2 separate regions of the Anser cygnoides genome follow, and region 1 is linked to region 2. A link is a contact called in public Hi-C data. All regions are on one chromosome and are shown on one strand. Each heading gives the region's core, a stretch centred on a gene start, on an enhancer-like site or on the middle of the called end of the contact. The rest is flanking DNA. Distances are from core to core; before and after follow the strand shown.

Region 1 (7,272 bases), core at 121-2,620, 240 kb before region 2:
TGGTACAATACTTTCAGGTAATATTTGAAAAAAGGCTTAGCTGGATCTGAAAAAAAAAGGGAAAGAAAGCCCTATCCTATCCTATCCTATCCTATCCTATCCTATCCTATCCTATCCTATCCTATCCTATCCTATCCTATCCTATCCTATCCTATCCTATCCCATCCCATCCCATCCCATCCCATCCCATCCCATCCCATCCCATATCCTATCCCATCCTATTCTATCCTATCTTATCCTATCCTACTCAGAGGGCAGGCGGGGCTGTTTCATATGTTTTAAACAATCCAGCTACAGCTGTGAAACTGGTGATAGAAATGCTTATCAAAGGACCTTGAAAATGCTTGCAATTTGTACAAGTCTCCCCAAGGAGAGGAGGGGGAGGAAGGAATTCCACGGTAATCCATGTTATAGAAAATGCTCAAATGTATGTAATGCTGATTATTACCACCTGCTCAGCCTCTTCTATGTTACAACCCTCCTGGGAGAGGCATACTTAAGGGTCTTGTCAAAAAATGTCAACTTTATTTTTTTCACCAGATGCAGTAACTTTCCTTGAAGACCGCCTGCTTTGGATCCCACGTGAAAATACCATTAAGCCTTCAGAGAAGGGGCTTGGGGATGGCAATCAATTTGGGACTCATTTACGGCTGTTGCAGAGCTTTGAAGGGCTCATTGCTCCCTCCACCATTACTGAATAGGCAAGACAGGGGGAAATACTATCTGTGTCATTCCTTCTTTATTAAATAAAATACAAATAGGAAGCACTTGATTTGATTGCCTATGATTTCTTTTAATTAGAACCCTGAAGCCATCCTCTTCCCACAGGCTAATGCTGTTAGATGATCTTGAACAATGTGTGCATTACAACACCAGCAGTTCAACCACTTTTCAACTACGGTTATGTGTCACAAATGAGTTGACAGCCGGCATTACGAGGTGCCTCCCATGAGCCAGGAACAAGGATGTTATATGTTTGTACATAAAGAAGTCAGGCAAGGATTTTCTGGCCTCATTCAATTGGAAACAAAGAGAGTGTGTTACCAGGATTTCCGACAGCTAAAAAAAAAAAAAAAAAAGTCCTTTCACCTTTGTATTTTAAATGATGCTGTCAATGATATTCACAGTGAAAACTGTCCTGCTGAAATCCATTGTTTTCCTTGTATTTTGCTAGGTAGTTGCTTTTGCCTTCTGTAGCAATCTGAGGCAAGGAAAGACAGAGAAGTAGGTTATGTCTATTTAAAGAGTTTTAAGTGAAAGCCGAATGCCAGAGAATAGATCAGACGAGAGTATCTTTGGCGTTTGCGTGTCTGTCCCTAGCACACTGCATGCTATTGTTGATTCGTGCTTTGGACAGGCCCCTTGCAAGGTTTTAGTTCTTTGCCTGGTTAATGTTTAATGCTACATGCATTTGAAATAAGGGTCAGAGTGCGGTCACTGCTGGTAACTAACTGATTCTTTTTCAGACTTGTGTTGGGTTCACAGTGGCAAGCTTTGAAAAGCCCTTTCAGTTGAGTCTGGAGGATACAGCTATAAGCAGAAGGTTTAGATCAACATACCTGGGGGTCCCAGACTCAGACCCTGCCACTGATGCTGACTCTCCATGTGGCCTGAGGCAAATATCACATGGGCAAAAAGCCTATGCACATAAAAATCTGGCATTTTTTGCCTCTTTCCTTTTATATTTTGTCTTGCCAACTATATCATGAACTCCTAAGGTCTCAGATGGAGGACTTGAAATTAATTATACTCTCTTAAACACCATCATAGTCAAAGGGAAAAGGAAGAACAAGAACTCATAAGCTTTAAAGACATTAAACAAATGAATCCATCCGTAAGCAGGCAGGGAACTTCCTGGCTTTCACTTCATTCCTGATGACCAATGTGACTTCTGTAAACCATTAAAAAAAGACTTGTTGGGGAAGTCGTAATATATCTTTTCAGCAGATAGGGAGGAGTGAAGGCAATTTCTGGATGAATGAGGTATCTTAAAGGTCTTTATTTAGCCATAAGGTTGACCTAACTGATAGAGAATTATTATGCTGGTCTTTATGGTAGAAGACAGAAATAGAGTGTCTGATGGGCTACTGGTTACTCACCCAAAACCAACAGAAATATATTCTTTATTATTTTCTGCTGAGTACAGAGTGCCTGCAAAATCACATGAATTTGCTTGGGTAATATTGAAAATTAAAGCTTTCAATCAACTGGGTTATAGGCAAAGCTTGACAGAGTCCATCTACATGTCTACAGGAGAACTTCATGTAAGAGCACTTCCAGAGCTATCCTGATTCCTTATCAAAGGCTTGAGAGAAATTGCAATGCATAAATCTGTTAATTACTGCATCATAACCCCATACTGTTAGTTCAACAGTAATTACCATTTGGCAAGTAAGTATTTTCTTTTTCTCAAGCATCCTGTAACAATGACTTTTCTACAGGTGTTTTTTTGTTGTTGTTGTTTTTAATATATATATCTTTTTCCATTTCAGCTAATTGTCTGTGGTTTTGTCAGTTCTTTTTAGACAAGCAAGAATGTAAGAAGAAAATTAACCCTGCTTTCATATCTGTTTCCTCATATAACCTACAAGCTTTATACCACTAGATAACTGCCAGAAAGCTGATTTTCCTGGATACAGTGTACAGTCTGCTGCAAGTGGGCACTGGGTTGACTGTCAGCGGCTGGCTGTGCCTCCTGAAAAAAGGAAAGACTCAGTGTGTTTTTCAGTGGTCTGAAAGACGTGGAGGAGCGTTAATTCATTCCCTCCCATTGGACATTTCTGTGATCATCCCAAATGGTTTATGGCTAAATTTCTGTGGGAATTACTGGAATTCTCTGTGGGTCTGGTGTCAGAATGAGTGCATTTGCTCCCCTTGGCAATACAAGGAAAGGTTCAGGGCTTTTCAACTGTGAATCCACCAGAACAGGATTCTGTAGTTATGAGACAAATAACAGAAAGCCAGACATCACTTGGAAAAAATCAATGAGACACGTTCAGACTGTTGTAGCATAAAACAGTCCTAAATGAGCAAGTCCAAGGCCATTTCACTCAGTGCTGAAACTGGAGACCATTACATATAGGAAAGTTAAATTGGAAAAAAAAAAATAAAATCCTGCGGATATGGCATGATAGGAAATAAGCATTTGTATTGTATGGACTCTTTGTTGGTGATCCAGGATACTTTCAGTGTTAGGCCATAGATACCTAAATGAAGACTCTCAATATCTATATAATTTAATTTTATTCACTGTAGAGGGACTGAGCAATAGTCTTGTGGTTAAAGCATAGACCTGGGAGAAAGGAAGATCTGGACGTAAGCCAGACCACAATTGAAAACTTCAGAAAATAATTCCAAATACTTACATCAGGCACCCAGAAACAGAGGTATCCCAAATTAACTCTCTCTTTTCTAACTGCTGACTTAAATTCTCACTACCTCTGTTTTTCCCTGTGCAATGTAAATAGATTTAGTAATAAAGAGAAGAATTTACTTACTGTATATAAAACATTGCTTTTCTATAAAAATGAGATGATAATAGGCTCAGCATTCTACCTCATAATAATACTAAATGATTTGCTACCTATTTGTTATCCGTTACCTGTGCAAGGTCTCCTGAAATGCAGAAAGAACACCCTAACCAAATACATGTTTTCACAATACAGAATTTTACAAAAAGTATTTTAAAAGAGTATTTTCTTCAAATTTCAGAGTTTTAAATGTTTCTGCTGACACAAAAACCTTCAGCATTTCGTGTTAGTTTTAACCTTATTAAAGTAACTTGGCCTTGCTGTTGTAAGGCTTTGGCTTCTGCCACACTGTAAATGTTGAATGCTAAACAGAATTGATGGGGGGTATTCTTACTAATTGCCACTTGTGAAAAGATAATTATATTCTCTCTCTTGGATAATATGCTGTGGCATTTGGGACTAGCTAAGCGTGACCTACCTGACCTTTCTTGTTGTCAGTTTTGGAGTGAGTGGTGTGGAAAAACAAAGGCTGGTTGAGAATAGGAAAAGTGATTGCAGGTCTTCAGCCTACCATAATTCATTTGGAGGGAAAGTGTTTAACTCAAACAATAAAAAATGTCTGTATATGTTACTGGGATTGACTGGGAAATGTTAGGATTGAAAGCAGCACTGTTTTATTTTGTGGTACAGTTCTAGTGTCTTTTTGAAGTCCCAATATATGAAATTTATATGCAGATGTTATACATTTAATTTATTTATTTATTTATTTATTTATTATTCATTTATTTCGGCAAAATACCACTAAGAGAAGAATTTGCTGGCAAACTTCACTGCACCCTAGCAAACATGGACTCTGAGCAGGTGAAAACATTTTTGTTTTGTGGAACAGTTACCTGTTGAAAAATGACAGTTCATGAAAACTAAAACATTCTATCAATTCTGAGGGCTGTTTTCCTCATATCTAGGATGACTCTACAAGAACAGATGGACTGATTCAGAGTTTCAAGCCCTCTTAGGGAATACTATTCTCCAGTTTGAGTCCCTGCTTGTTTTCTGGACCATACAGAATCACAGAATCGTCTAGGTTGGAAGAGACCTCCAAGATCACCTAGTCCAACCTCTGACCTAACACTAACAAGTCCTCCACTAAACCGTATCACTAAGTTCAACATCTAAACGTCTCTTAAAGACCTCCAGGGATGGTAACTCAACCACTTCCCTGGGCAGCCCATTCCAACGCCTAACAACCCTTTCGGTAAAGAAGTTCTTCCTAATATCCAACCTAAACCTCCCCTGGTCTAACTTTAGCCCATTCCCCCTCATCCTGTCACCAGGCACGTGGGAGAATAGACCAACCCCTACCTCGCTACAGCCTCCTTTAAGGTACCTATAGAGAGCGAACCATCTGTGAACCTGGTCTCTCACATCCTATGCAATTACCTATTACCAAGTCTTCCTAGGGCTTCCTTCTCATTTTTTTACTTTTTTTTTTTTTTTTTCTGTGAGAAATTATGAAAAGTTTCATTTTCCTTCTTTATAGTCATGATATCATGTTTGATGCTTTGATATGTTTTAAGAAACTGAAGTGCTGTTTTCAGCTCTACATTTTTTTAACTTTCATGCTCAGCTTCCAAGCTATCCTGTCACTTCTGCAACCTTGATTATGACAGTTGAAGGACTAAGGGATCACAGTGCTCCATCTGGAAACTAGGGAGTATTCAGCGCTCCATTGATGAACTGGGAAGAGTGCCCCTTCCTTTCCTCTTCTCCATAGTATCTTGTTCTTGTCATTGCTGTTTTTGCTGTTTCTTTTGTGTGTGTGTGTGTGTGTTTGGTTGTTTTTGTGTTTTTTGTTTGTTTGTTTGCTTTTAATTTTTTTTGACTGTTACTTGCATAGGACAACCCACTGAAGTGAAAGTCTGATCTCCTCTAACACTCAGCGTGCTATTATTACAATGCAAATAATTAACAAGATGCAGAAATCATTATTAGAAAACTGCAGGGGAGCAGACACAAGAGCAAAACTAACTTAATTAAATGATGAGGTATTTGTTACCAAATCTTAATGTCTTTTTTTTTTTTTTTTCATGTACTGTAGAAGGAAGGAAGATAGAGTCATTCCACTAGATTTTTGTTACAGATTTTGACACTTATTGCTTTGCAAGTTAACCGTCCATTTACTTTTGATTACTTTCTGCTCTATTCTACTTGTTGCTCTGCTGTGTTGTGGTTAGGTTTCAAGCAAAACTTCACCCCTAAGACTTTAGCATGTTAATCCCATTTAAATCTTTCTTTCATCAAAGCTTGGCAGATCTACCACCACTTCTTTTCTTTACCTGTCTTTGCAGTTGTCACTGACAATTATCTTATGCTTATTCTATATCTTTGCTAAAATATAGTAAAAATCCACAAAGTTCTGCATTGAAGAGAACTTCAAATTGTGTATGTTGTTTGCAGAAAAGAGAGAGTATTTTCTGGCAGACATTTTTTTTTGACAGGATCCTGACATCTCCCCCTGTATAATTAAGCAGTTCTAGATTTCATCTCTTCATAAACCATTACATTCCTGAAAACCAAGCTAGCCAAAGACATGAGTCAGCAAGTTCTACATTTGCTTTGCTCTTACAGCTCTTTCTAGAGCAACGACTATTTCCAGCTGTGCATTGCTTGCCTCTGAGTTAAATGTGGGTGGCAGCATGTACCATTGCTGACTGGTTTATGAGCTCAAGCCAATGCTGAAGGAAACCACTTCAAACAATGCTACCACAACAACTAAGTGATATCAGATGGACACTGACTCAGATTTGGTCCGTTTCAAAACAGTTCCCAAAAATGCAATACTTTTCCAGATCTAAGTGTGGTGTCCCTTTGTACAGCTAAATTGGATAATTATGGGGGACAAGTATCTTCATAGCTACATTCAACCAAAGGCTTTTCTTGCCTTTATTTTGACAGAACAAGAAAATGTGAGGAACACAAGACCCAGATCCCATGCATGATGAATAGTATCTGTTCATTCTGGTAGGCACATGAGAGAAGGGAATAGTGCCTGCCAGGATCCAGCTCTCAAGCTGTGTGGACTATGGAGAAGATCACCCACTTCCCTTTGAGTAGTATCAATCACTGACAATTCTCAGTGAAATCAAAACAATAATAATGAGTCAGGCCCTGCCAAATAAGCTAGATAAAAAGTTACAGCTAATGGTAAAGGTTGATTAAAATCTTAAAATGTTACCCAACCACTTTGCTTCCTCTTCATTTTGATTTAAGAAAACTCATATCCTAGGATGCATGTCTAAAATGACATACATTGTCAGTAGGTAAAAATAGGCATACTTTGAAGCCTCCTCAAGTCTTCCAAATTCTCAGACCATTTCAAAGGGTGTCTGGAAAAGGATTAGGTGAAAGAGTTGGACCACCTGCCTTGGCACCAGAACAGCAGTCTACTTGTCCCTACCCAAATACGTGAAGAAGGAAGAAGGCAGTTTGAGTCTCTGAATTCCAATTTAGTGAAGGCATCTCCCTGCTTGCCTCAGCCTATCGTCGCTCTCCAAGGAAGAGACAGATTTTTAATGCAGACTTTCTCTTGACTGTTTCCTATCAACTGGCTCCCGCCTTCATTGACTGTCTGGTGCTAGGCACTTACCTCTTTTCAGATGGTGTGAGCAGAACCTGATACCTCTTTCATTATTTGAATGAGTATAATTGAATGAGCTAACAGCTCCAGCCTTCATAAAATCGAAATCCCCCTTTCATATCCCATCTCCCAGCTTTGGATGGCCCCTGTATTTTGTATAGTAGG
Region 2 (7,245 bases), core at 4,556-7,055:
TGAGAATGATGCAATTCATTAGAAACTGTATTTACAGGTAAATTTACGTAACCGAAAGATCTGACATCTCCTAAGTAATCATAGCAAATGATTTATCTAGTCTAAGTCAAAATAGAGCATGAAAGGTTCTTCCTTCCACAGCTTGTAGAGCAATTTATAGCTGATAAAAATGGTAGCATTCAGGCAGTCAATCTCTATCAAACCCAAACAAATTTATTACAGTAGCTCAGAGCTTAATACTTCCTTTTCACAGAGCAAAACCACAAAATATGTGTAAGCTAGGTCAGTGGCATGTGTCAATGACCCAATAAAGAGTTTTTGAGATGGAAGGAATACCACACAACATACCTTCTGTGCATTTAGTGAACATCAAAAATAAGCAGATTCTAACTGCAGTGTTTCTTGTTGCAGTTTTCTGGAAAGACAGTGTACCCTGAAACTTCAGCACACAGAAAGATGGAGGAATGACTACAGGAGTACCCAACCTGACTCTTTTCATCATTGTTTGATAATACAAACAGTAAAGCTGAGCAGATTTGTGAAGGGGAAACAGAAACCTTACTGTTAGCATTGGAAGTGCCATGCTTTGGAAAGAAATGAAAATAGAAGTCACAGTTGAGTTATCTGTCCCTAAACCTTGCCCTGATGATCTATATATTTTAATAAAAATCTGAGAACCCAAGAATGCGTGTCCTAAAGTCTTGCAAAGTCTCCAGCAGATGGTGTTTTATTTATGAATCTCTATTGGGTCACAGTTGTTAAGGCTGGCATCTATTTATTCTTCTGCCCCAAAATATTATTATTGTAATTTGTATATTTAAGTGCCAGATTTTCTGATCTGGCTGAGCTGCTCTCATCACTAGAACAGGCACCACTGGCTTTAAGCCACTTATATCTTCCCCTGGAGTCTGGAGGCAGCCAGATGTCAGTCCAGTGCCTTGCATAAATTAGAGCAGCCTTTGGAATGGTCTGCCTGTATCTACACACACAAAGGGCTACTCTGGTGCCCAAGAACAGCCAAGACTGTGAGCACTCCATTTATGTCTCTTTTGCCCCTGATATTTCCTTCCCACTAGGGGAATAAAAAACACAATGCAGGTCTTGAAAAGTCTCTGCCTTATGCTGTGAAGAGATTTCATGTATATGGGAAATATTAAGGGGCAAGTGCCACCAGTTTCATGGTTGCCTGCATTGGAGGACTGGGACAGAGAGACTGTAGCATGACTGGGGTTTTATTACCAAGCATTAGATTTGTCTTTCTCCTTAGTACTAAAGAATACGGGGGGGGGGGGGGGGGGGGGGGGGGGAGTTCTGCTTACTAAAATATATTGAATACCTTCTATGACATCAATGAGACATTATATCACCTAATGCACATTACAGATTGGTAATTTAGGGCAGAGTCTATTGCTACCTGTTCCAGGGACCTAAATTACACCAACAAATTGTAGATGCAAAATTGTATCCATAATTTTACAGGTTTAAAAATTAGATTTTGGGTTAAAGCCAGTCTGAAAAATTGAATATAATATGTGTGCATGCATACAGATAGGGGATGTAAATTCTGACTGGTTTTCAAGGGAGCATCGGTAAAACATTGCCAAAGGGAGAGAACAAAGTTAGTATGTCTTTGGTATAATCACTCTCAGACATTATTTCATGACCAAGGTAATTTTTCTGTCTCTCTGGCAATATTTTACACAAATAATGCTAAAGAAATCTGTCCCTATTTGTTTCATTATGCTTCTCAGTGTAAATCTTCATCGAAAAGCCTTCTGAAACAGAAAGTGAATGCTGAATTGACGGGCTTGTGTCTGCAAGCATGGTGTGGGAGAGCTAATGCCTGAGTCACTGGGAAATGACAATTTTTTCTGCTATATAATCACGTCCTTACAGGAGGGAACAGGTGTGTGCATGTGTCTGTGCACATTGGTATATGTCTTTAGCATGGAAAGTGTATTTTTCTTTCATATCCATATCTTTCTGCTTCCTTGAAACATCTTAACATAGCAGGTGGCTAATATTTCACACATTTCCTCTTTAATCTGTGCCCCATTCCTTTGGCCTATATTTCTTGTAGGGATCCTTCTTTAAAATCTCTCTTTCTACATAGTCCTGATCACACCCATTTTACGTAATGAATGAAACACTTTTTTTTTTTCATGAAAAAATCCTTGAAATTACATCCGTATTATTTTCACATAGTTACTAAGCATGCCGTTTCCCCACATTTTAAATCATCAAATGGGAAAAAAATAAACATTCTGTTGCACAGAGTAATGCTGACACCCACACAAGTCAATTGGAGGTTGGTAACTTGAGATCTACCTCTGCCACTAGGCTTAAAGGAGAAACTGAGCAATAGCAGGTTGTCATTCCCTCTGTGAACAGCTCTGAGGGAGAACTGGACATTTTTTGCAGAGGGTTTTACAGAGGTTTGCTGACAGCAAACTCAAGAAATCTGGGTTCCACTTTGGGATTTGATGGGGAAAGTAATCTAGAGAGTACACCTTTCTGAAAGGTAAACCTTTCTGTATTTTCTCCTGTAACTTTTCTTGTGTCTATTTAGTCTCAATTGCTTACCCCAACAGATCCACTCACCTCTCAGTGCGGGACCAAAGTCCTGAACTTTTCACTGGCAGCATCTTGCCCTAGTGGAAGCTCCTCTACCAAGCAGGCAATAGAAGACATTGCTCAGGTCCTAGTGGCTTTTTGAAAGAAGACCCTTCTCTGTAGAACCTGTAATAGCATTGAGTGAATTTCATTAGCAAATCAGCCTGGGGGACAGCATAGTCAGTAAAAAAAAAAAAAAAAAGAAAAAAAAAAGTCTCAGAGGATTTGCAAGAAAAAATCAAAGATACCACCATAGAAGACGCAAACCAATACATGGAAGGCCAAATGTAGGTCATTTTTGTGAGCACAGCCAGACCATCCATAAAGCAAGTCCTAAGTGCTTCTAAAATTCAAATCCCTACTCCAAAGTATAAGGTACCAGGAGTTTCTAGACGTAATTTCACTTCTCATATTTATATATACATATATAATATATATATGATAAGTGAATATATATATATGTATGTATAGATACATATATAATCTTGAGCAAAACCAAACCAAACTACCTATTTCTGGTATTTTTTTCCTAACTTCATTTATGCAACTAGCTGACCCTATCTGGTTAGGGAAAAAAATACAGGCATGTAACAGGGAATATCAAATGCCAAATTTTTAAAGATTAGAAAAATGATAAGCAGATGAAAAACAAACTTCTCTAATGGGATGCATCAAGCTGGCATTACCAGCTGGCATATGATAACATATTCCACATTCAGTGGCTGAAGGATTCAAAGAAAATTTGGGAGTTAAGTCTTCAGTACAGAATTGGACACATAACACCTATTGCCTTTCTTGAAAATCATACACATATCTGTAATATGAAAAAAAAGTTTTAAGTGTGTTCTCATAGCAGAACAGATGGCGGGATGCTCTGTTTTTTTAGTGTTGACTGAGGCAGGTTTTAGGATAGTCTTTTCATTTAGTGCCTGGAAATCATGTAAACACAGCTCATTTGCTTCTGTTACCTAGCATGACTGTCTCAGGATATAGTCACAAATCCTCTTTCAGCTCCAGCTCTCCACAGCCATTCATCGCTGCATTCATACTGGAAATTACTACCCCATCAGTGAAGTGGCTCACATGAGCAAGTCCCCAGCTTTCTCTAACCTGGTTAACTAACCTGGTGAAAATGGTGGTCCTCTTTGTCTAAATTATCAGGGAACCACTCAGCATGCAAGTGGGAGAGGAAGAATACTCACAGGTGGGTGTGGAAAGAACAAGTGAGGAACAGATAAAGTGATCTCTTTAGGAAGCACATCTGGAGAATGAAAGTCAGGTCTTTGTGAGCAGCAGTCCATTGCCATTTCAGTGCAAATGCAGAATATCAGCATGCTTCAGTTTCGTTCCTGTCTTGGAAAATATCCCATATCTACCACGTAGTCTGAAAATTCTTGCTTTGCGTGAGGTTGGAGATGTCTGTACCTCTGGCAAGTTAATCACATCTCCAGAGCACTGGAAGCTGTGGAGAGAATATTTTCCTTTTTGAAGCAGTCTCATATTAATATCTCTATGAGTAGGAAAATAAAGAACTGACATTGGCAAAGATGATTTGAGCAGATCCCAAAAGAGAGGCAGAAAGAAGTTATAGGGCAAACAATATCTCACATTAGGATGCAAGTCTACTCTCTTCCTCTCCTTGCTTCACCCTTATCAAATTTCCCCACAGAAATCAAAGTCCATTACTTCCCAAAAGTAGAGGGATCCACATACTGACAATAGAGCCCCAAAGACACATCTATGTCCTTGGTGAGCCATGAAAAATTAGGGATCGCAGAGTTAAAAATATTCATGGAAAAAATGAATCTCATAACAGATTAGAATTTTTTAGAGTGGCTTGTCCGAAACATATCCTGTTTCCAGCTGCACTTGTTTGGCTGGCGCAATTAGTCACATGTATACCATAGTATTGTTATCTTCTCATCTCATTCCCTGTCATCCTTTCTTTGTTTTCTCCTCCTGAAAAGAGGAGGGATGGATTTGATGACTCCTAATCTCTATGATTCTTTCATAGTAACTTCCAACTTCCTAGCTAAAGTGTTTATCAGAGTGAAATTAATGATTCAGAACAGGAAATGCACTGCAAGGGAAGTGGAACTATGAGGGTAAGACCTAACCTAGTAAAGCTAAAAGTAGATTGTACAGAAATGTATTCTTCATCATATCAAAGTACCACAATAAGGATAAAAATCATGAAGAATTGATGGTACCAAGCAGCAGTAATACTTTCCATGGTGGCAATTCTGTACACTGAATTCTCTTTGCCATTGTTAGATTTTGAAAGCTTATGGGTGAATTTGTCTCTCATATGGTTCTCAGAACACAGTATTTGACTTTCCGTCATCTCCTAAGTTCTGCTGGGGTGATCTGAGAAGTGTGTGTGGAGAAGCGTACAGATTTTTCTGCTTCTTGCAAGCAGTCAAACAAGGTAATGTTCTCCTTGTTCTTGCTTCATTGAGTGGGCAGAAAAAAGGTCTTGTCCTCAAACATTTTCACAAGCTCTTTAGTAGCAGGTGTATCAAAGGTAATTTTCCTACTCCTTTATGATGCTCTGAAAACAGTCTGTAGGAGGTACACTTTAATACAAATCGTACGCCCTTCAAGCTTATCAAAGTGTACTTGGATCGGTATCATTAGGGTTTCAGAGTCTTTATAGTTTTTGTGATAGTGAATAACAACATGTACTTGAATTATAGACTGATATATGTGTTCACATAACTTTTGACACAGTTGGATCAGAATAACAAAACCTGTTGCAGTGATAAGAGTGTCAGTAAACGATTAAGCGATCTTCTGAACCAGCCCAAACAACAGCAAACTGTTTATAGCTTTTAATATGCTTCTGACTGCATTAGATCCGTGTATCCCTCCCCGCCCCAAAAATTCTCATGCACATTTTTTGCAGATTTGTTTCCCTAGAGATTGTACTGCATTTCTGTGAAACAAACTGGCTGTGAATGCTAAATCTGGTCACAACCCAGAGGACCCTACTCCAGCCCAAGCCTATTTAGGAAGGGAACAGCAATTTGTTTTCAATGACTTCACTCACCCTTACTGCAATGTTTCCAGTAAATTCAGGCGTTGTTCTTCTCATGTGAGCTCAGCATGTCATTTCTAATGTGCCCCTGACTGAAATTTTGCATTAGTTACTGAAAAAAGTTTTTTTTTTTGTTTAAATGTTCTTTATCTTCCATGTAATTATGCTGAATCATTGTAAAAAGAAAAAAATCTGATGAGCTATCCATATAAATACTAAACGACATTAGATCATCACAACTGGTGCTGTTAAAGCAAACATAAATACCTAATTATTAGCCAGCAGATCTAAAATGCTGCCAAATAGGTTTTGGTCACTATGTTTATACAGTGACAGATTTTCATGTTAGTCATATCCTTCTGAACAAATGTTTTGGATGGACTCTTAAATCAGTGTCCACAAGGAAATAGGAGGCAGCCAAACTCTCTTGAATGTCTGCCATTGACAAAGGTTAAGCATTTACAGTCACTCTCCGCCTAAGTATTCTAAGGAAACATTAAGGAGTGAAAAACAGAAGGCGAGGATGTTCTGTACTCTCAGCAACAATGCAGCAAGGGCGACAGAAACAGATCCAAAACAGCCAGTTACTGGGCCAGATCCTGTTCCCATTAACGTCAATGGTAAAACTCCCTTTTGGTCTAGAGGGACTAGGATGGGGCAATGGGTCTTTAAACTGACTGAGGAAGAAATAGCGAGGTCTTGACTTCTCTCTTTTTGCTTCCACTTCTTATTCATGAAGTGGACTATTTATTTATTTATTTATTTATTTTACTTAGTCCCCTTTGGGACTGAGTAAAACTGAGTCAGGATGTAAGCATGTACCTTAACCAGCCTGTTAGGAAGGCTAATACATTTTATATCTACTTAAAGTAATTTCCCTAAAAATTATACCCATTTTCCCCATTTCTTTTTTTTGGACATTTATAACATTTAAATCTATTCTGTCCCATTTAGTTTCACTCACAAAATCAGTTGGAGTAGACCAATGGAGCAATTTGGTTTGAGGGAAAATAGCAATAGGGCTGGGATACATTTTAAACCTAGGGGAATTTTGTTGTTGGAGCCATCACTTCATATGGATATAAGGCCATATATTTTCGGATGAGTTCATGGTCTCTGCCCCAGCTTTTAAACTTTACCCTTCACATAAACCTCATTACAGGGGTTAAGACAGATGGATGTATGTAATTTGCTGACCCAGCGGCCAGGTCCTGATATTTCTACAGTAAGATGAATATACCTGGAGGCACCCCAAGGAATGGACTAGCATGGAGAACTGCTTGCAGGCTTACAGGAGAAAGGGGATATGTCCCTCCTTCTCACCTGAACTACATGTCAGTAATTTTGCATTTTGATCTCCTTCTCACCTTTTGGACAAATAGACAAGACAGAAGGACATATAACATGTACTTCACCATTTCTTGTCTTTCAGCACTGAAGATCCAAGGGCAAAACTTCTCTGAATTTTGTATACTTATGTACTTGTGCAAACATATTGCAGAATAGGGGAGACAAATATATCTAGAATTTAGATCCTTTTTTAGATCCTGCTTTTACCCTTTAGTGTTCCACTTTTCTTATCCCTTAATGAGCAA

Evidence for each region. Hi-C and Micro-C count contacts between places; a contact is called where the count stands out from the background.
Region 1: a contact with region 2 is called in a Hi-C map of liver, with 1.9 times the contacts expected there. The contact joins two enhancer-like sites. A contact is called at or near these places in 2 of 7 Hi-C or Micro-C datasets (both in liver).

Annotation. Positions count from the first base shown.
Region 1 is chr2:153,755,234-153,762,505 of Taihu_goose_T2T_genome, reverse strand. No RefSeq gene overlaps it. Among named protein-coding and RNA genes, the nearest start is that of CYRIB, 300 kb to the left of the region's middle. Within about 2 kb of position 1,370, at least 3 of the 3 cell types and tissues checked have open chromatin away from gene starts, as enhancers often do. A contact at or near this core is called in liver, where this site is marked.
Region 2 is chr2:153,523,426-153,530,670 of Taihu_goose_T2T_genome, reverse strand. No RefSeq gene overlaps it. Among named protein-coding and RNA genes, the nearest start is that of MYC, 360 kb to the right of the region's middle. Within about 2 kb of position 5,805, at least 1 of the 3 cell types and tissues checked has open chromatin away from gene starts, as enhancers often do. A contact at or near this core is called in liver, where this site is marked.